6 separate regions of the Sus scrofa genome follow, and all the other regions are linked to region 1. Evidence: chromatin contacts called from public Hi-C, HiChIP or PLAC-seq and promoter capture Hi-C data. All regions are on one chromosome and are shown on one strand. Each heading gives the region's core, a stretch centred on a gene start, on an enhancer-like site or on the middle of the called end of the contact. The rest is flanking DNA. Distances are from core to core; before and after follow the strand shown. Region 1 holds the start of SYT11 (synaptotagmin-11). Region 2 holds the start of MTX1 (metaxin 1). Region 3 holds the start of GLMP (glycosylated lysosomal membrane protein). Region 4 holds the start of SCAMP3 (secretory carrier membrane protein 3). Region 5 holds the start of CCT3 (chaperonin containing TCP1 subunit 3). Region 6 holds the start of RUSC1 (RUN and SH3 domain-containing protein 1).

Region 1 (2,700 bases), core at 23-2,522:
CTCAATCCATAATTATAAATTATAATTATTCATATCTATAAAACACTCCGCATTTAACAGAATGCTTTCACTTACGTTATCAAAGGTGATTTGATCTTCACAATAAATCCTGTGGCACAGTGGATATTATACCTTCCAATTTCCGCAGGACAAATTTTTGGCTCAACTGGGTAGATGATTTCACAAAGATAACTAGCTGTGAGAGGGAATCCAGTAGCCTCACTCTAGCTTCTAATGCATTAATCCGGTGTCCAGGATGGTGCCTGGGACATAGTCAATGTTCAATAAATTCAATACATGTGTTTTGAATGAATGAATGACTCCTAGAACCATGTTCTTTTCCTCTTTTCAAGAAGGACAAAATGTCAAAGCTGGAAAAATACATTCAACTCTCTCACTTTACAGGTGAACCACCACCAAATATTTATGCATTTAAATAATCTACCTGACCTGATCCTGTCTGTAAACAGAATCGGATAGGATGAAAGTAACCACAACCAAAATGAATGACGAAATTGATGTAATCATGGAGATAACCTGCAGTAGTCTGACGGTAACCTGAATCACCCTAAACCTTCCGAATGCCAAGGAAGTCTCTAGAAGCTTGGAGTTTCATTTGTGTCCTGCTTTTGGATCTACAGAATACACGGATCTGTTGGTTTTCACTGCCTCTCTCCATACTTCTCTTTCTCTCTTCCTCCATCCCTCCCTCACTCTCTCTCTCAAACTTCTCTAAGCAGCCCTAAGCACTTGAAGCTTTTACAAGAGAAATATCCAACACTGATTAACTTTGGCACTCTTCATTAGTCCTTTTTTAAAACAGTTTCAATCTACACACCACAAAACCCAGCCGTTTTACTTATACAATTAAATTATTTTCACTAAATTTTCAGAACTCTGCAACCATCACCACGTTTGGTCTTTAATCAGAGTTTCTGAAGTTTAAGAAAGGTTTCAAAATATTCTTTAGTGGTCTCATAAACTTATAATAATTGCAATTGATACTGAATGTAGGCAAGATAGAATTTTGTTTTTCCAAAATCCTGGGTCCCCCTCGGCCAGAATATTCAGTTACTATATTAAGCCCAGGGAACCGGAATCACAAGATCTATAGGCTCTCATATGATAAAATACCTACCTACACTTCTTAGGCCGCAGAGTTTTCGCCTTACAGACCCACAACCCATTAGTGGGCGGGGTCTCATTCTCTGGAAATCTTGGCGAAGGGAGAGGGCCCCTCCCAGAGGTCTTCCGGAAAGGGGCGGGTCTTGCCTTCCGGAACTTTTCGGACAGAGGCGGAGCCTTCTGCCGAGGGTCGTTCGGAAGAAGGCGGGGCCTACCTCGCATCAGGACCAGTCTGGCTGCACCTGCATCCTTAGCTCAGAGCATCCCTGGAGCATCTTAAGAGGCGACCGCAGCTGGCAACCAGGGACCAGACCGTCGCAGGAGGCGTCCGCCAGATACCTTCCCCCTCCCCTGACCTAGCGCTCTGCAGCGGCGGCCTAGGTACTGACCGGAGGTTCCCAGAGTTGCCTGACCAGTGCAAACGCGTTAATAGCAATAGCCTCCGATTACGACATGGCTGAGATCACCAATATCCGACCTAGCTTTGGTAAGTAGAATCTGGCAAACTAAGCTTGGGGTAGGCGAAACCGTTGCAAAACCAAGGGAGCCCAGGGGCTGGGCAGAGAGTGAAACCAAGACCAGGACCTTCAGGTGCTATCCGCTCTAAAATCGGGCCTGTGGTGATGCGTAGTAGGCAGTGGGCAGACCTGAACTTGAGCTATGGGCTGCAGGGGCTGGGAAGGCCAGAGCCACACCGAGGTTGGGGAGGTTCGGGATGCTAAAACCTTGTATGGTGCACTGTCAGCACTGCTGGAGGTGAGAAACAGAGAGCTTGCGGAGGATGTGAACCCCTCCTTCTGGGGGAGGAGAGGTGGGGTAGGCCGAGCCCTCCCCCTTGGGGCACGCAGGGCGGTGCCCCTTCCTCCTCCTCCCACTCCTTCAGGGCTGCGGGGGAGGGAGGTGGCAAGGGGATGGGGCATCAAGATGGCAGCTTGGAGACTGTGGGCTGTGTGGCTGGGAGCCAGGGGAGGTGGCGGCCTCTGGGGAGAGAAGGGTGCGGGGGTGGAGAGCCAAAAGCAAGCCACTCCTTAAGCCGGTCAGCTGGATGCTGGGGCTAGGAGAAAACGTGAGCCCTGCAATTTCTATTCTGCATCGTAATGGTGGGGTCCTCCTATGCTACCAAATGGCGCTTGGCGCTGCTGGGCTAGGGGATGACGTGATGTCTATTTCTGGGCCTCCTGGCAGCGCCTAGGCTCTTCTTCCCGGGCCTTTGTTCCCTGTTTCCCTAGACTGGTTTTTCAAAAAGGGGGACTCACCCGCTCTGGTGCTGGCGGGGGCCTGATCCAGGCCGGAGGGGGAGGGGCGAAAAAGGCTGAGCCCTGGGGAGGCCGCTTTGTGTACCAGAGAAAGCATTACGTCATCTCGGAGCCGCTGGTCCCCGACCCAGCCCTACGGGCTCGGAGATCAGTTACGCTCCCTGGAGCAGCGAGTGGGGTGGAAAATAGGGAAGCAGATGGGAAAGAGAAGCTCGAGAAGAAGCAAAGTTTTTCCTCTTGGGAGATTCCTCCAAAATGTGCTAGGGTAGCAAACTTCCTGTGCTATGCTTTCCTGGACCAAAAATAAAAAAAGAATTGC
Region 2 (2,700 bases), core at 45-2,544, 450 kb before region 1:
GGCGGCTGGGAGGGGAAAAGGCTAGGCGGAGAGCAGGAGAGGGGGGCGGAGGGACTGGAGGGGGGGGCCGGCAGGCGGTGAGGGGGGGCTGAAACAAAGAGCTGCCAATCACCCTGGAGGCATCCTCAGCTCCGGGAACCAGGGGCACTGAGGAAGAGTCCTGGAGGCCTCCTTGCCTCGCGCCTCTCCCTAATGGTGCTCTCCCCCAGGTGCCTCCCTCTCCCCTGCATCTCGCTCTTGGGGGTTGCTACCGAATGCTACTGTCTTCTGGAAGCCACAGTTGGGGAAGGCAGGCAACTTTGGCAGGGGCAGTGCCAGACAGTGAGCATTATTCCACAGCTGGTACGAGAGAATTCCAAGGGAGTGGCTGAAACTAGCTTGCTATAGTGCCCAGGGGATGCCCACATGGCATGACGTTTGCTCCTCCGACAGAGCAAGTGCTCTTTATTAGGGTGATGGTCCCATGCCTTGTCCCTGTGCTTCCACTTTCCTTCATTACTAGGAAAACCTGGGAGTCTAGAAGAGTCTGGTGGAAACTGGAGGGAAAGTCTACAACAGTGGTCAGTGAGGCTGGAGTGAAGAAATAGGGAAAGGGACGCCAAGGACAGGAGGAGACCAGAGGACAGGCCAGGGGCCGGGGGGCAGACTGAGAACACTTGGGGGTACAGGCAGACAGGCCACGACCCGGATGAAACGGAGGGGCGCCTCGGTTCCCGTTGCCAAGGCAACAGTCCCAGAGCCCCACCTCCCCTCCCCCCACCCAGGCCCCAGCCCGGCCTAGCTTCGGCCTCCGCCACCGCCCCTGTTTTGTTTCCATGGCGACAGGAGGCGCGGGGCCGGCTCCAAACATAACGCGCTGTGGAAAACATGCGGCTCGGGGGACCCCCCCCGCAGCCCCCGCTCGGGGCCGAGCCCTGAGGGGGCCCGAAGCAGCCCAGACCTCTTGCAGATCTGTGAGGGCACCCAGAGCCTGCCCAGGAGCCCAAAGCCCCCTTCTGGGCCCGCTGAGCCTTCAGAGGCTCGGGGCTCCCCTCGGCCAAGGCTCCGGGACTCTCTTAGGCGCGCCGGGATGAAAGCCCTTCCCCCCTTCGCGAGCCGCCTGTGGATCGGACCGCTGCCGCCCTCCCCCGAAGCCTTCGGTTCCGCCCCACGCCGTCAGGCCGCCTTCTGGGCTGGGATAAGCAGCGCCTTCCCGAGGGCCTCCCCCCAGCTCCCCACTGTGAACAGTCGTAGGGGCGGGGGGCGGATCCGCGCGGAGGAGGGCTGAAGCGCAGGGGGAGGTGCTTCCGGGACAAAGGGCGGGCAAGATGGCGGCGCCCATGGAGCTGTTCTGCTGGTCAGGGGGCTGGGGGCTGCCGTCCGTGGACCTGGACAGTCTGGCCGTGCTGGTGAGGGGTGGCGCCAGCGCCCTCTGCTGCGCCCTGGAGGACTGGGGAGGGGGCTCGGACTAGCCAATCACCGGATTTTGCCAGGGCGCCTCAGCACGGGCGCATTGGGGGAAACTGAGGCAATCAAAGAGCGTGCCTGGCCAGTATGGACTCACATACCGTGTCCTTTGCCATTAGCAGCCTAGTTTTTGTTTGGCAATGGAACGGGTGCTGGTCAGAGGTTCAGGAGATGAGTTTTAGTTCTCGCATGTCCATTTATTGGCTGTGTGACCTTGGAGCGATCCCTTCTCTCTGGGCGCTGTTTTCTTCATCCGCTTGTTTACTGAGGCTGGACGATCTCAGAGTTCTCCGACTCCGCAGGTCTCTGCCTTCTCAACCTCCCTCCCTCCTCCTCCTCATTCAACAGCACTGACTGAGGTTATTGTTCATTGAACCAAAAAGCCCACAGCCAGGCTCTGTAGATAGAGCTTTGGAGTCAGACTAGTTCACTCATTCATTCACTCTTTCATTTAATAAGCATGTATTAGGCATCTTACAAATACCAAACATTGGCATGCAAAGATAAATAGCATGTGGTCCCTCCCCTGGTGGTGTTTACAGAAAGGTAGACATGTCAGCAAATAAGTGTAATAAAATGTTCTGGTGCTAAGTTATAAGTATGAACAGTCCATAGAGACTCCAAAGAAAGGCATGGTCAGTGCTTCCAAATGAGGTTAAGTGTTCACCGGGAAATGGCAGGAAAGAAGGTAGAGGAAAGGATTTTTCTGGCTGACTTGTAATCATGGACATGTCCATCATCTCTCTGAGCCCTGTGTTACCCACTGTAAAATGGGAACATAGGAGTTCCCGTTTGGCGGAGTGGTTAATGAATCCGACTAGGAACCATGAGGTTGTGGGTTCGATCCCTGGCCTCACTCAGTGGGTTAAGGATCCGGTGTTGCCGTGAGCTGTAGGTTGTCGACACAGCTCGGATCCCGAGTTGCTGTGGCTCTGGTGTAGGCCGGCGGCTACAGCTCCGATTTGACCCCTAGCCTGGGAACCTCCAGATGCCGAGGGAGCAGCCCAAGAAATGGCAGAAAGACAAAAAAAAAAAAAAAAGAACATAATGTCAACTTTTTTTTTTTTTTTTTTGGTAAGGCAATTATGAAGCATAGGGCATAACACAAAAGGTATTCAATAAATGTTATTTCTTTTCTTGATTCCCCTGTGGGGGCCATGTCCCTGGCCTCTCTGCCTTCTGCTTCCTTCCCTGCAGACCTATGCCAGATTTACTGGTGCCCCACTCAAGGTGCACAAGATCACCAACCCCTGG
Region 3 (2,924 bases), core at 377-2,876, 400 kb after region 1:
TCATCATCGATGGAGCGCTGCTCCTGCACTGAGGGGCAGTCAGGGCCCTGGCTCAAGGTGGCTACCTCCAGCCCAAACAGGGAGCGGTTTCCCCGGGGAGTGGCCCCAACCAGAGCCACCTCTAGCTGGCAGGTGTCCGCTGTGTGCAGGAGGCGAGGGGGTTGTGCTGGTCGGCCAGATTTGGAGAATGCCTGCACCTAGGATGGAAGAGGCATGGGAGGCGTGGGAAGCAGGCAGATACCTGTGTTTGAAGGCGACCCTCATCAACTCCCACCCTTATCAACCAGCCTTTTGAGTTCTGATTCCCCATACCCTTACCCTGAGGGCCAAGCTGCCATTGGCAAAAGCCCCGGTAGGGTCGTGAATGGGGTGGCCTCGAAATGTGGCACTCAGGGTGGCAGGATCCAATGAATCAGTGATGTTGTTCCAAGAGAACTCAGCCAAGGAATACGGAGGATACGATTTTCTTGGAGGCTTTGTCACTGCATCGGATGTGTTGGTGCTGTCAAATTCAAACAGCTGGCGGGTGGGGGTGAGGAGGGACTGGGCTTGCCAGAGTCCAGGTTTCTCCTGAGTCACCACCCCCCAAGTCACTGCCCCCCACCCCCGGCTCTCATACCTCTATTTCATCTACCCCCAGTCTTCAGTTTCTCTAACTCAAATGAAGTCTCTCCTCTGTACTGATTCCCTTCGGTTTCCCCCAACCTCCTCACCCTGGTAAAGACAACGGCAGAAGAAAATTGGATGCTGTCTTTGGGGAGCACCATCAAGCTCCCTTCAGGGTCAGAGGAGATCAGGAGGCTCCAGTTCACACGCAGGGTGCTGTGGGGGGTATTGGTGGCCACTAGTAGCACTGCTGGGGGCCCTAGGCTGCTCCACACATAGTGCAGTGTGGAGTTGGTACCCACTGCATGGATATGAAGCAGGTTCTGGGGAGGGTCCAGCCCGTCAGAGATGACCTCCAGAGACACCTAGAACATGGAGTAGTGGGAGGGTCAAGGGAACAGGATCAGGGAGAGACACAGGGCAGATGTTTGGGGACAGGGAAGGGGGCTTGGGAAATGATGGGGAAACGGTGGGACCTTGGGGCCTAGGCAAGAGCAATGCTTGTGGGAGCTAAGAGATTCCTGCTGTAAGGAGAGGTGGGTAGAGAAAACGGCCTTGACTCTAGTGGAGAGATAAGGACACAGGGCTGAGAGAAGAAAAAAAAAAAAAAAATCCAATACTTGCCTGGATCTGGCTTACTCAGGGCTAAGTCAGAGTTCAGATTTCCCGGGAAGACAGGAAGCCCTCATACATCCTACTTCTCAATTCTGTCCCATGATCCATGGCTGTCCCCACCCCCAGGGTTGAAGAAACTCTTCTCAATGCAAGCACCCTCCACCCCCACCTCTCGGTTATCCTAGATTCCAACCACCCTTCAAGGCAGCACATCCTGAAACAGGATTGCTCTAGTCCCTCACCTGGCGGGTTTCCTCCCCCAGCAGGCCAAAAGGAGCTGCTGTCAGAAGTAGACTCAGGAGGAGCACGGGGCTGGGGACATAGTGCCCCCAACCCCGGCAGGGCTCCTCACAGCTACCCATGCAGTTCTAACTTCAGAGGGCGGAAGAGACGCTGGGTCATATGACTCAGAGATTCAGCTGATCTCTTTAAAGGGCGGGGCCATCACAGCAGTTCTTAAAGAGACCGCCTCCCTTAACTCAGATTTAGGCTTGCGTGAGAATAGAATCAGAAAGGTTAAGCGGAGAGTTCTCTGATGGCCTAGCGCGTTGAGAATCCTATGTTCTCACTGCTGTGGCTCTGGTTGCTGCTGTGCGGCGTAGGTTCGATCCCTGGCCCAGGAATTTCCGCACACTGACCGTGTGGCAAAAAAGGGAAAAAAAAAAAAAAGTTAAGCATTGTTCATCATCCCCAACTGAGCTGGCAAGCAAGTCATCCTGGCCTAGATTGGCAGACATATTCCCAAATATTCCCAACCTCTCCTACCCAACTGTCCCACTAAACTAAGCTGTAAGTGGGCATGTTGTCTGGATTCAAGATTCAAATGGAATCTGCAAAACGACTCTGAGGCAGGGAAGGCACAGAGGAAATTTGAAGGAATGTGGGGCGGTGGGGGCAGGGGATAGCACACCTCAGAGGGAACTTTTTGTCAATTATTACTATTTACTGAGTTTCCAGGTATGCACATTCTTGTCTGGAAGAGCTCACAATTTTATGGTTGAGAAAAGAAACTTCAGAAAATAGAAAATGAAAGCAGTATTTTTCAAAGGGAGTTGATGTCTGGCTAAACAAATGCTTTTTTTTTTTTTTGTCTTTTTGCCATTTCTTGGGCCACTCCAGCGGCATATGGGAGGTTCCCAGGCTAGGGGTCAAATCAGAGCTGTAGCTGCCGGCCTATGCCAGAGCCACAGCAGCGCAGGATCCAAGCTGAGTCTGCAACCTACACCACAGCTCACAGTCGGATTGTTAACCCACTGAGCAGGGGCAGGGATCGAACCCGCAACCTCATGGTTCCTAGTCAGATTCGTTAACCACTGCGCCACGATGGGAACTCCTGAATGCACTTTTTTTTTTTTTTTTTGTCTTTTGCCTTTTTGTTGTTGTTGTTGTTGTTATTGTTGCTACTTCTTGGGCCGCTCCCGCGGCATATGGAGGTTCCCAGGCTAGGGGTTGAATCGGAGCTGTAGCCACTGGCCTACGCCAGAGCCACACCAACGCGGGATCCGAGCCACGTCTGCAACCTACACCACAGCTCACAGCAACGCCGGATCGTTAACCCACTGAGCAAGGGCAGGGATCGAACCCACAACCTCATGGTTCCTAGTCGGATTCGTTAACCACTGCGCCACGACGGGAACTCCACTGAATGCACTTTTTGATTTGGGTTTTTTTTTTTAGCCTAATCCTAAAATTATTTGACTAAA
Region 4 (2,877 bases), core at 331-2,830, 410 kb before region 1:
ATCTAGTCCCTCATAACACAGGAATCTAGAGTCTGCTTGAATATCTCTAGACCTAGAACTCATTACCTAAGGCAGCAGCTCCCCCCGCCCCCCGTTGTTAGAAAGCTAGTTCTTGCATTTATATCAGAGGACTGTGATGTGAGGGGTGATGAGGGCTACTATGACCTGGAGTCGCATCTAGTTCCTCAGCCAGAACTCAAAGCATTCATCTACTGGACCTACCTCCTTAAAATGGACCTAAGCGATGCAGCTCGGATCCTCTGTTGGCTGTGGCTCTGGCATAGGCTGGCGGCTACAGCTCCGATTAGACCCCTAGCCTGGGAACCTCCATATGCCGTGGGAGCGGCCAAAGAAATGGCAAAAAGACAAAAAAAACAAAACAAAACAAAACAAAAAAACTGCCCTGAGCTGCTGCAGTGACAACACCAGATCCTTAACCTGCTGCAGCTGCAGCACGGGAGAGCTCCAGCTACCTCCTTAACTTCTGAAAACTCTTAGCATTTTCCATTCCCACGAGATAAACAGGTCTAGTCACTTTCGTTTCTTGCTTTCGAATTGTACACCTAAGCATAGATCGTTTTCTCCTCAACTCCAAACAGCCCCATCCCTTTTCATCTCTAAAGAAGCCTCCCTAGACAGAGCCTTGGTTCAGGCACTAAGAGACTCCAGGTTCTTTCTCCCAGGACCGATATTTAGAGCTCAAACCACATGGATCTTTGGTCTTGGTGTCTTTAGAAGGTTCAGACATCCCATGGAAGACTGGCTTCTCAGGGAGCTAAGATCACCCTGCTTCTTCCTTCCTTCGCGTGCAAACAAGTCCACTGTACCCCAACAGAGTGGACTTGTTGGCATACCCTAATCTTCCTGGCCCTCCTGTGCTCTTCAGAATCTCACCTCCCGGGTCTCAAAAGGGTTGTAGACGTCAAGCGTGGCATACTGCGGGCTGGGTCGGTGCTGGATCACAGCTGGGTCCTGTGGGCAGAGATCTGGGGCTCAGCTGGCACCTGGTGCCTCTGGAGGAACTCACAGGAGCCTCTTCTCAATTGCCTGTGGCTGCAAGGACTGCAGCTTGGAGGCCACGTTGTTGTCCCAGTATCTGCTCCCAATCCTTCACCCCACACTGCCAGTACCAGCTCCTTATCGGGGGCAGGGCCCGCCCCCCAGGTGCTCACTGATCGTCACTCCCACGTGGCGGCCCTTGCTCAGATCAAATGTCAAGAATGGGAATACAAGTTAGCCCGACCCTCTAGAACCGAGAAGTCCCCCAGGATGCCCCAAGGAGGCCGGCGCAAGTCACCTGAAAGGGGTTGTCAAGCTCGCCGGGCTCGGCGAAGGGGTTTCCACCATCTCTGCTTTGAGCCATGTTTGCAACCGCGGCCCGGGCCGCCCCCTGCCCTCCACGCCCCTGCCGCGGCAGTGGCGGCGGCCGTGGCTCTCAAGAGCTCCCTCCGCTCCGCTCCTCTCGGTCCGCCCCGCTTCTCTGTGCACGGATTGGCTGTACCGACCGGAAGGGTCACAAGGATCCCCGCAGCAGCCGCGAGTTGCGCCTGCGTCTCGGCTAAAAGCAAAGAAGGAAGTGCCCCACGTGACAACTCTCGTTGCCGGTAGCCAAGTACCGCCCCTACGTCATGTGACGTCCCTCAACTAATGAACTACACCTCCCAGCGGGCCTAGCGTCAGAACCTGAGTCTATCCTAGCCTTGGGAGAGTTGCGACGGGAGACCTACCCGCCGGTGGTGGTGGAGGTGGCGGCGGCCGCCTGCCAGGAGCTCTATTGAGTAAGTTTTAAATCTGGATTTCTGGCTCTATCCTGGGGCCCGGCCTAACAGCTATAGTAATCGGAACTTCTTTCCCAACTCGTCATTCCAGATCAAAGTGCTTCATTAGCCCTTCATTCTAACCAAGAAATCTTACCTTACTCATTACTACTCTCCTGAGACAGACTGGGCAGATAAACTGGCAGCCTATGATTAATGTCGCAGGGTAAGATGGGACTCCCTTTGTTGACAATCCCTCCACCCCAGCATCCCCCCAAACCTCAAACTCCAGGGAGGGGGGTCCGATGAAGCACGTCATTTTATTTCACAAAGACTGTACAAAATTCCTTATAAAACATGGGATTGATGCCACCTGGTTACCTCATTCTGCCCCCATCCAACTCAACTGTGAAGGGGCAGGTGAGGGCGGGAAGAGTGTGAGATGGGACAGCATTATGTACAAGGCAGGGGTTGAAGCAATAGGTATTAAGTTCTTTCATATTTACACTATTTCACATATTCACAGGTACACACGGAGCCAGGAGGAAGGAGTGGGCTCCGGTTCTGTTCTCTTGTATAAAAAAGCACCAGTGTCCTGGACTGGACACCCACTGCTGTCAGAAACGCAGGGGGGCCCAGGGCCTGATCGTCACCGACTGATATCCCGACTGGAGTCCCACAACTTGGCGTTAGGTGGCTCAGCCCGAAGGCGGGCGAAGAAAGGGTGCTGAAGGGCTTCACCCAAGGTCAGCCGCTTAGCAGGTTCATATTCTAGCATGCTTTCAATCAGATCGAAGAGCTGGTGGTGTTCTTCTGCCTCTGAGGTCAGATACCGCTGGTGGTGGAGGGCAGGAAAAAGGTGAGGCACGATGCCTTACAAACCCTGCCTTCTTCTTCAAGGCCCTGGCTTCCAATCCTGGAGGACCAAGGCTCTGCGGACAACCGTTACGAATGCTACCTAACCATGACCACACTGTAACCATTTCTGATGTTCTACCTTCCCACTAGCACCATTATTCCTTCATACTTTTTGAAAGTTCTACTTGTATATCCTTGTCAACTTCAGGAATCTTCTTTAGCTCCTCATTAAAAAGTAAGCTCTTCAAAGGTAGTTTATGCT
Region 5 (2,868 bases), core at 367-2,866, 430 kb after region 1:
CCTAAGATCCATCAGATTTTTAAAGACCTGGTGACCCTAAAAAAGCATCAATCACTCCCTTATGTAAAAAGGAAAACTTGGGGGATTCATGTCCTCATAATTGGGTACACAGAATCATACTGACATTCCCAGCGTAATTATTAAATAGTTCCTCCCCCCTTCTCCCCTGTGTGCTATGGAATGAGAACACACACTCAAAAGCATCTGGGTTTGCGAGATACAATCACTTCATGCTTGGACATAACCAGAATGCCTCAGGAACCCACTGACCATCAGTAAGTGTGACCTACATGTTTTAATAGGAAGTCTAATAGGTTAGGGCCGCTAATGCAAGGGATTAACTCCGACCTCAAAAGAGCTGAACAACGCACTACTCACCTTAGGGCCCTCTCAATGGCTATACCTGAATCAAAAGAATGTTTATTTCACTCCTCTCTCCAAATTATACTTCCCTACAGTTTGTTGTAAAATTTCCCACCCATCAAACCTAAACATTCATTCACAGTTCTCAGGATTTAGATTCCTATTTCAGGCACTGATAACCAAAATCCTGCATGGACCTTTCTGATTGGATTCATCAGAAAAAAATTGGTTTTTTTTTCTGGGTTAAGTGGATTCTTGTTTGCAAACAGTTATTTTCCAGGTATACAGAAAATCGATAGCATTCTACACGCATAAGAGAGGGACGGAAAATGACTAATAAGGCTGAGATTACACAGAACAGAAACATACCCGAGGAAGACAACAGAAATGCGACTCATTCCCCATAGGTAAAGAGACCCAATGGAAAAATGTGGGAAAACTCAGTTGGTAAGTGGGAAAGATTACCACGGAGGGGATATCAAGGGAATAACTACATCTAAGATAAACCAGTGAGGAAGGTAGGGTTACTTGAGGAACAGAAGTTGCAGAATGGAAATTCAAGAGGACAATTACTGAAAATACAAATAACCAAGGCTACCACTCGCTCTTTTAAGCAATTGTCTCTACTTATCTCACTTGAGTCACAATCTTACGGGAAAATAGTTAATCCTAATAATAAAGATGGAAACGTTTCAATCAAACAACGTGGCTGACGCCACACCACTACTAAGGGATGGGCCAAGGTTAAAATGCTAGGCCAAACTTAAAAGCCGTTAGTCACAAAACTGCACACTGAAAATCACTCAAAGAAGGTTGCAAGGGCGGGGGTTGGAGGTGAAGAACAGAATGCCGAGTGGGAAGCATCTTCCCGAGGCCAGAGCCCGGAAAAATGAGGCTCGAGAGAGAAAGGTCAGTTTGCGTTTGTGTAGACATGGGAATACGTTAAGGGTAGACAGGAAAGCAGAAGGGGCTTCCAAAATGAACGACTGGAAGGCTCAGGGGCCGGACCAGGGCGGGACTGGGCTGAGGCAAGGCTGTAAAGTGCCGAAAGAGGGAGATGAAGAGGGGGTCCCTTCCCCAGCTTTCCCAAAACTCACTAAGCACGAGCACCGGACGATGGCCCATCATGGCGGCGCGATGCAGAGCCGGGTACCCAAAGCAGGGGGAACCGGCAGAACCTTCTGGAGAGAGAGAACCAGCGAGAAGCCCAGAAAACGCTGCCTCCTCAGGGCTTACACCCAACCCCGCTACCCTCCCGGGCGCCCCCAATCACCGCACCCATCTCACTGACCGGCACGGAAACAGGCCAATTGACATTCTTAGCCCCGCCCCCTACGCAAGAACGCGGGGCAAGCTAGGTAGAGAGAGCACGGTGATGGCAATGAGAGGGCAGAGGCGCTTGCGCAATGGGGTGGCCGCTCCCGGCCGCGTGCGGCGCGAACCTTGGCGCAAGCGCCAAGGATCGGGTAGTTGGCCGGAACGCCACTGCGCATGTGTGTCAACTATAAGGGTGGGTGCTGGGGTAGAGGCTTTCCATTAACACCGCAGGTGAGGTCATTAAACTCATGCGTCTCGACTCCTTTCGGACGCCAAGGTGGAGAATGACTTGACAGTTTCCATGCTTTCGTTCCAGCTTTGGCTACGGGGAGGACTAGAAGGGGCGGGACCTAAACCGGCAGTTGAGAGAACACCTGGCCCCTTTGATGCGGGGTGGAATGGGAGTTGTAGTCCGATCAGACTGAGCTGGGCGGTAACTAGCCTTCTGGGCACGCTGGGAGTTGTGGTTTACTGCCTCTGACTCGTTCCTATGCATGGACCTTTCCCTCTTAGGCAAATACTATCTATTGAGGCCGTGAATGGTACCTGAGAGTGCTGGCTTACCGACCCCTCGAGTTATCCTATGTAAAACATTTTCTCAAGTGTTTTCCTCTAGTGCTCTCAGATTTTCTTTATCCGTGTCCATTCTTTCCCCTGCCCTCCTCATGCCCTCAGCTACTGGTCCATTAGAGATGTTGGAGAACCAGAGTTTTTAAGTTACCTTACAGGATAGGAAAAGGGCTGATCCCGCAGAAATCAAAACTAGGGGAGAACACAGTATTTGCCCACATTTTTAGGAGACGCTTAAAGTTTGGGCGTAGTTAAAGTACTGTTTTGTCCAGAGAAAAGAAACATTACTAGAAACAGTTTTTTGTTTTGTTTTGTTTTTTAGTGAAAGGATGAGAGCACGAACAATTCAAGAACAGTTACTTATGTTTGGCCATAAAATAGAACAGTACACACCCTTTCATACTTTTTCCTTCCCAAACTGGAGCAGCCTGATATGTGCTGGGGAGAACTTATATGAAATTGTTAATAGTAAAATAATAGCATGGGTTGTTGGTCATGTGATGTTGTGATTCTTTCCCAGGCACCACACCTGTAGGTGTTCAGATGGAGCAGCATTCTAGTCATCCTACTAACAGAAGAGGTGTGTGTCAGAGGCCCTGCTTCCTTTCCCTTAAAACC
Region 6 (2,990 bases), core at 77-2,576, 340 kb before region 1:
GGCTGGACCGTGGATCAGGGATGTCTGAAAGGAGAGAGAAGATTAGGGGCTGCACGGGAGCACGAGCTTGTGGAAGGAAGCAGCCAGGAAGATGAAGGCACCTCTGGGGTGTGGCTTGTCAATTCCCTTTTCACCTCAGGCAGGCATTGACGGGGAGAAGGAGCACGCCAATGCCAAGAAGATCCTGATGGAGATGGGAGAGTTCTTTCAGATTCAGGTAGGAAGGCGTGAGGCGCCAGCAGCGAACAGGCTCCGACTTTTCTTCTTGTCTCGGCGCCTCTTCATTCCTCCTTTGTCGTCTCCCCACCCACCCCAGGACGATTACCTCGACCTCTTTGGGGACCCCAGCGTGACAGGCAAGATCGGCACAGACATCCAGGACAACAAGTGCAGCTGGCTGGTGGTTCAGTGTCTGCAGCGGGCCTCTCCGGAGCAGCGCCAAATCCTGCAGGTGCCCCAGAGCGGGCTGTGGATCCCTGAGCTGCCGAAAAGGGGGATTGAGCTAGTGGTTCTGCAGTAGGGGTGATTTTGCACCACAGGGGGTGTTGGGCAATGTCAAGAGACATCTTGTTATAACTCGGTGTGTGCATGTGCCACACATCTCTCTAGTGGTTAGCAACCCAGCGGAGCTGCCAAACGTGCAGCTTCCCACACCAAGTTATCTGGCCAAAAAATTTCAGTAGTGCCAAGGGTTGAGAAATCCAGGGATAGAGGAAGCTGAGGGCTGAACCAGTCTCCTAGCATTTGGGGCGGGGAGGGAGAAGTTCACGATCCTAGATACTCGGAGACACTTGAAATTGGAGACAGCGATGGTGGGAATGGCATTGAAGATGTTCTGGAATATCCAGATGAGGGGAGTGGAGGGGACCTGGAGGTGTTGAGGGAAGGCTAACAGGCCCACTTTCCTGCCTCCAACGCTCCAGGAGAACTATGGGCAGAAGGATGCTGAGAAGGTGGCCCGGGTGAAGGCGCTGTATGAGGAGATGAATCTGCAGGCAGTGTTCCTGCAGTACGAGGAAGACAGTTACAGCCACCTGATGGGTCTCATCGAGCAGTATGCTGCGCCCCTGCCCCCGGCCATCTTCCTGGAGCTGGCACACAAGATCTACAAGAGAAGAAAGTAGCCCAGAGACTGAAGGTGGGAGGGGGGGCTCTCAATAAATTACTATCTAACCTCCGGTTCCGTTCCTGTTTTTTTGCCAGCCAGGGGCGCAGCTGTGTCCAGAATAGGCAGGGTGGAGGGTAGCTGCGTGGAAACCGGGACTGTGGGCTTTGGCTTTAGGATCTGCCCGGGATCGAATGCTCAAAGCCCTCAAAAGCAGTCGACCTGGGCCTGGGTGGGTGCCGGGCAAGACGTCAAGCGCTGGGGGCTGGGTCTCGGTCACGCCCCGCCCATGCGTGAAGGGGCGCGGCTGCGCAGCGCTGGCCGGTTGTGCCAGCGCCCCTCCCCTCCAGTCTGTGTGGGCTGGGCGGGGTCCGTGGGAGCCACAGAGGATCCCCGACGCCGCTGCGGAGCGGTTGCAGGAGGACCCTGGTGAGGATGGCCTTTGGGTGTGGCTGGAGGGATAGGGCACGTGGGGTGGGGCAGGAGAGGGGGAGCAGTGAAAAATGAATAGACAAGGGGCGGGGTGGTAGCTGGACGATGGAGACAACTGCAGAGAGAATGGAAAGACATGCAGGTTCTCGGAGCTGGATGAAGGTGCACAGCTGCTGTGGGCTGGAGCCCGGGTTCTATGCGGGCCGACCTGCCAGGCTGCGTTGACATGCTGATGGCTGCTTCGTCCTTCCCCCCACGCCCGCCCCTTTCCTGCATTAACCAGCCAGACGCGCCTCCCCCTCTCATTTCAGAGCATCTGGGCGGGGCCTCTCGGCCCCTTCTGGGAGTGAGGGGCATTCTGGGGGCAGGGCCAGATTGCAGTAGAGTGGATCCCGGGGCCATTCTCAGCCTGGCCCCATCCTTTTACAAGCCCCTGCACCTCCAAGGAGACTGAGAACGCAGCCGCATTCTCTAACCCGTCCCGCCCCATTCCCAGGAGGTTACAGTCGACTCCACCTGCAAACACTGCAGCGGATGCTAATGGCCAGTTGATGTCTGTTTGCATCTCATCTAAATATTGTTTAAGGCGCCTTTCCAGGCCTGCTCCAGCCATCAGTCACCTCAGCGTCCTTCCTGCGGCCCGCACCCTCACTGCTGGTTTCACCATCCCTGTCTTCTAGGTCTGCGTCTGCTGTTGCCAGGTAGGTGGATGTGAGAGGCCTGAGCCTCCTCATTCTCTAGAGGCTACCCCGTCGCCGCCGGCACCATGCTGTCCCCTCAGAGGGCTTTACTCTGCAACCTCAACCACATCCACCTCCAGCATGTCTCTCTGGGCCTGCACTTGTCCCGCCGTCCGGAGCTACGAGAGGGGCCCTTGAGCACATCCCCTCCCCCAGGGGACACCGGGGGTAAGGAGAGCCGAGGGCCTTGCAGCGGGACCCTGGTGGACGCCAATTCCAACAGCCCAGCCGTGCCCTGCCGATGCTGCCAGGAGCACGGGCCAGGCCTAGAAAACCGGCAGGTCCCAGCACAGGAAGAAGAGGGGGCTGCCTCTCCCTCGGACCCAGGCTGCTCCTCCTCTCTCAGCTCCTGCTCAGATTTTAGCCCGGATGAGTCCCCCATCTCAGTCTACTCCAGGGAGCTCCCTGGCAATGAGGATGTCCACCCTCAGCCCAGCATCGTCCCCCTGGAGCAAGGCTCTCCACTGGCCTCCGCCGGCACAGGCGCTTGCTCTCCAGACAGCTTTTGTTGCTCTCCGGATTCCTGCTCCGGAACTTCCTCTCCAACCGGCCCTAGCCTGGACTCCAACTGCAATGCCCTGACCACCTGCCAGGACCTCCCTTCCCCAGGGCTAGAGGAAGAAGACGAGGGTGGGGAGCAGGACCTCTCTACCCCTGACCTCCCAGAAGGTGATGATGGGAAAATCGATGCTGGGAAAACTGAACCCAGTTGG

The links. Promoter capture Hi-C pulls out the DNA fragments that hold promoters and counts their contacts. Hi-C and Micro-C count contacts between places; a contact is called where the count stands out from the background. HiChIP or PLAC-seq counts read pairs in DNA pulled down with a chosen protein or histone mark.
Region 2: a Hi-C map of liver shows a contact between it and region 1, with 4 times the contacts expected there. The contact joins the promoter of MTX1 here to the promoter of SYT11 in region 1. A contact is called at or near these places in 2 of 5 promoter capture datasets (fetal liver and fetal skeletal muscle), 2 of 47 Hi-C or Micro-C datasets (liver and retroperitoneal adipose tissue) and 1 of 2 datasets of contacts at active chromatin or transcription factors (skeletal muscle).
Region 3: a contact with region 1 is called in a promoter capture Hi-C map of fetal skeletal muscle, with 5 times the contacts expected there. The contact joins the promoter of GLMP here to the promoter of SYT11 in region 1. A contact is called at or near these places in 1 of 5 promoter capture datasets (fetal skeletal muscle), 1 of 47 Hi-C or Micro-C datasets (skeletal muscle) and 1 of 2 datasets of contacts at active chromatin or transcription factors (alveolar macrophages).
Region 4: a Hi-C map of liver shows a contact between it and region 1, with 7 times the contacts expected there. The contact joins the promoter of SCAMP3 here to the promoter of SYT11 in region 1. A contact is called at or near these places in 1 of 5 promoter capture datasets (liver), 3 of 47 Hi-C or Micro-C datasets (heart right ventricle, liver and skeletal muscle) and 1 of 2 datasets of contacts at active chromatin or transcription factors (alveolar macrophages).
Region 5: a contact with region 1 is called in a Hi-C map of liver, with 9 times the contacts expected there. The contact joins the promoter of CCT3 here to the promoter of SYT11 in region 1. A contact is called at or near these places in 2 of 47 Hi-C or Micro-C datasets (heart right ventricle and liver).
Region 6: an H3K27ac HiChIP or PLAC-seq map of alveolar macrophages shows a contact between it and region 1. The contact joins the promoter of RUSC1 here to the promoter of SYT11 in region 1. A contact is called at or near these places in 2 of 5 promoter capture datasets (fetal liver and liver), 2 of 47 Hi-C or Micro-C datasets (heart right ventricle and liver) and 2 of 2 datasets of contacts at active chromatin or transcription factors (alveolar macrophages and skeletal muscle).

The regions. Positions count from the first base shown.
Region 1 is chr4:94,161,663-94,164,362 of Sscrofa11.1, reverse strand. SYT11 (synaptotagmin-11) reads left to right here and starts at 1,272. Exons shown (of 4, transcript XM_001928804.6): 1 at 1,272-1,612. The coding sequence starts at 1,579. It overlaps GON4L (GON-4-like protein), which reads right to left and starts at 2,476. Exons shown (of 34, transcript XM_021089699.1): 1 at 2,382-2,476.
Region 2 is chr4:94,610,033-94,612,732 of Sscrofa11.1, reverse strand. It overlaps MTX1 (metaxin 1), which reads left to right and starts at 1,294. Exons shown (of 8, transcript NM_001039750.1): 1 at 1,294-1,388; 2 at 2,644-2,700. The coding sequence starts at 1,308. It overlaps THBS3 (thrombospondin-3), which reads right to left and starts at 31. Exons shown (of 23, transcript XM_013997018.2): 1 at 1-31.
Region 3 is chr4:93,757,641-93,760,564 of Sscrofa11.1, reverse strand. GLMP (glycosylated lysosomal membrane protein) reads right to left here and starts at 1,626. Exons shown (of 5, transcript XM_005663295.3): 1 at 1,464-1,626; 2 at 319-519; 3 at 1-197. The coding sequence starts at 1,583.
Region 4 is chr4:94,569,266-94,572,142 of Sscrofa11.1, reverse strand. It overlaps SCAMP3 (secretory carrier membrane protein 3), which reads right to left and starts at 1,580. Exons shown (of 9, transcript NM_001185169.1): 1 at 1,298-1,580; 2 at 895-972. The coding sequence starts at 1,363. It overlaps CLK2 (dual specificity protein kinase CLK2), which reads right to left. Exons shown (of 12, transcript XM_021089727.1): 12 at 2,059-2,592. The coding sequence ends at 2,407.
Region 5 is chr4:93,732,715-93,735,582 of Sscrofa11.1, reverse strand. It overlaps CCT3 (chaperonin containing TCP1 subunit 3), which reads right to left and starts at 1,616. Exons shown (of 14, transcript NM_001244180.1): 1 at 1,461-1,616. The coding sequence starts at 1,491. It overlaps TSACC (TSSK6-activating co-chaperone protein), which reads left to right and starts at 554. Exons shown (of 4, transcript XM_013996980.2): 1 at 554-1,272; 2 at 2,771-2,830. The coding sequence starts at 2,794.
Region 6 is chr4:94,498,329-94,501,318 of Sscrofa11.1, reverse strand. RUSC1 (RUN and SH3 domain-containing protein 1) reads left to right here and starts at 1,326. Exons shown (of 12, transcript XM_013997003.2): 1 at 1,326-1,534; 2 at 2,218-2,990. The coding sequence starts at 2,304. FDPS (farnesyl diphosphate synthase) reads left to right here. Exons shown (of 10, transcript NM_001185131.1): 8 at 140-217; 9 at 317-451; 10 at 924-1,124. The coding sequence ends at 1,124.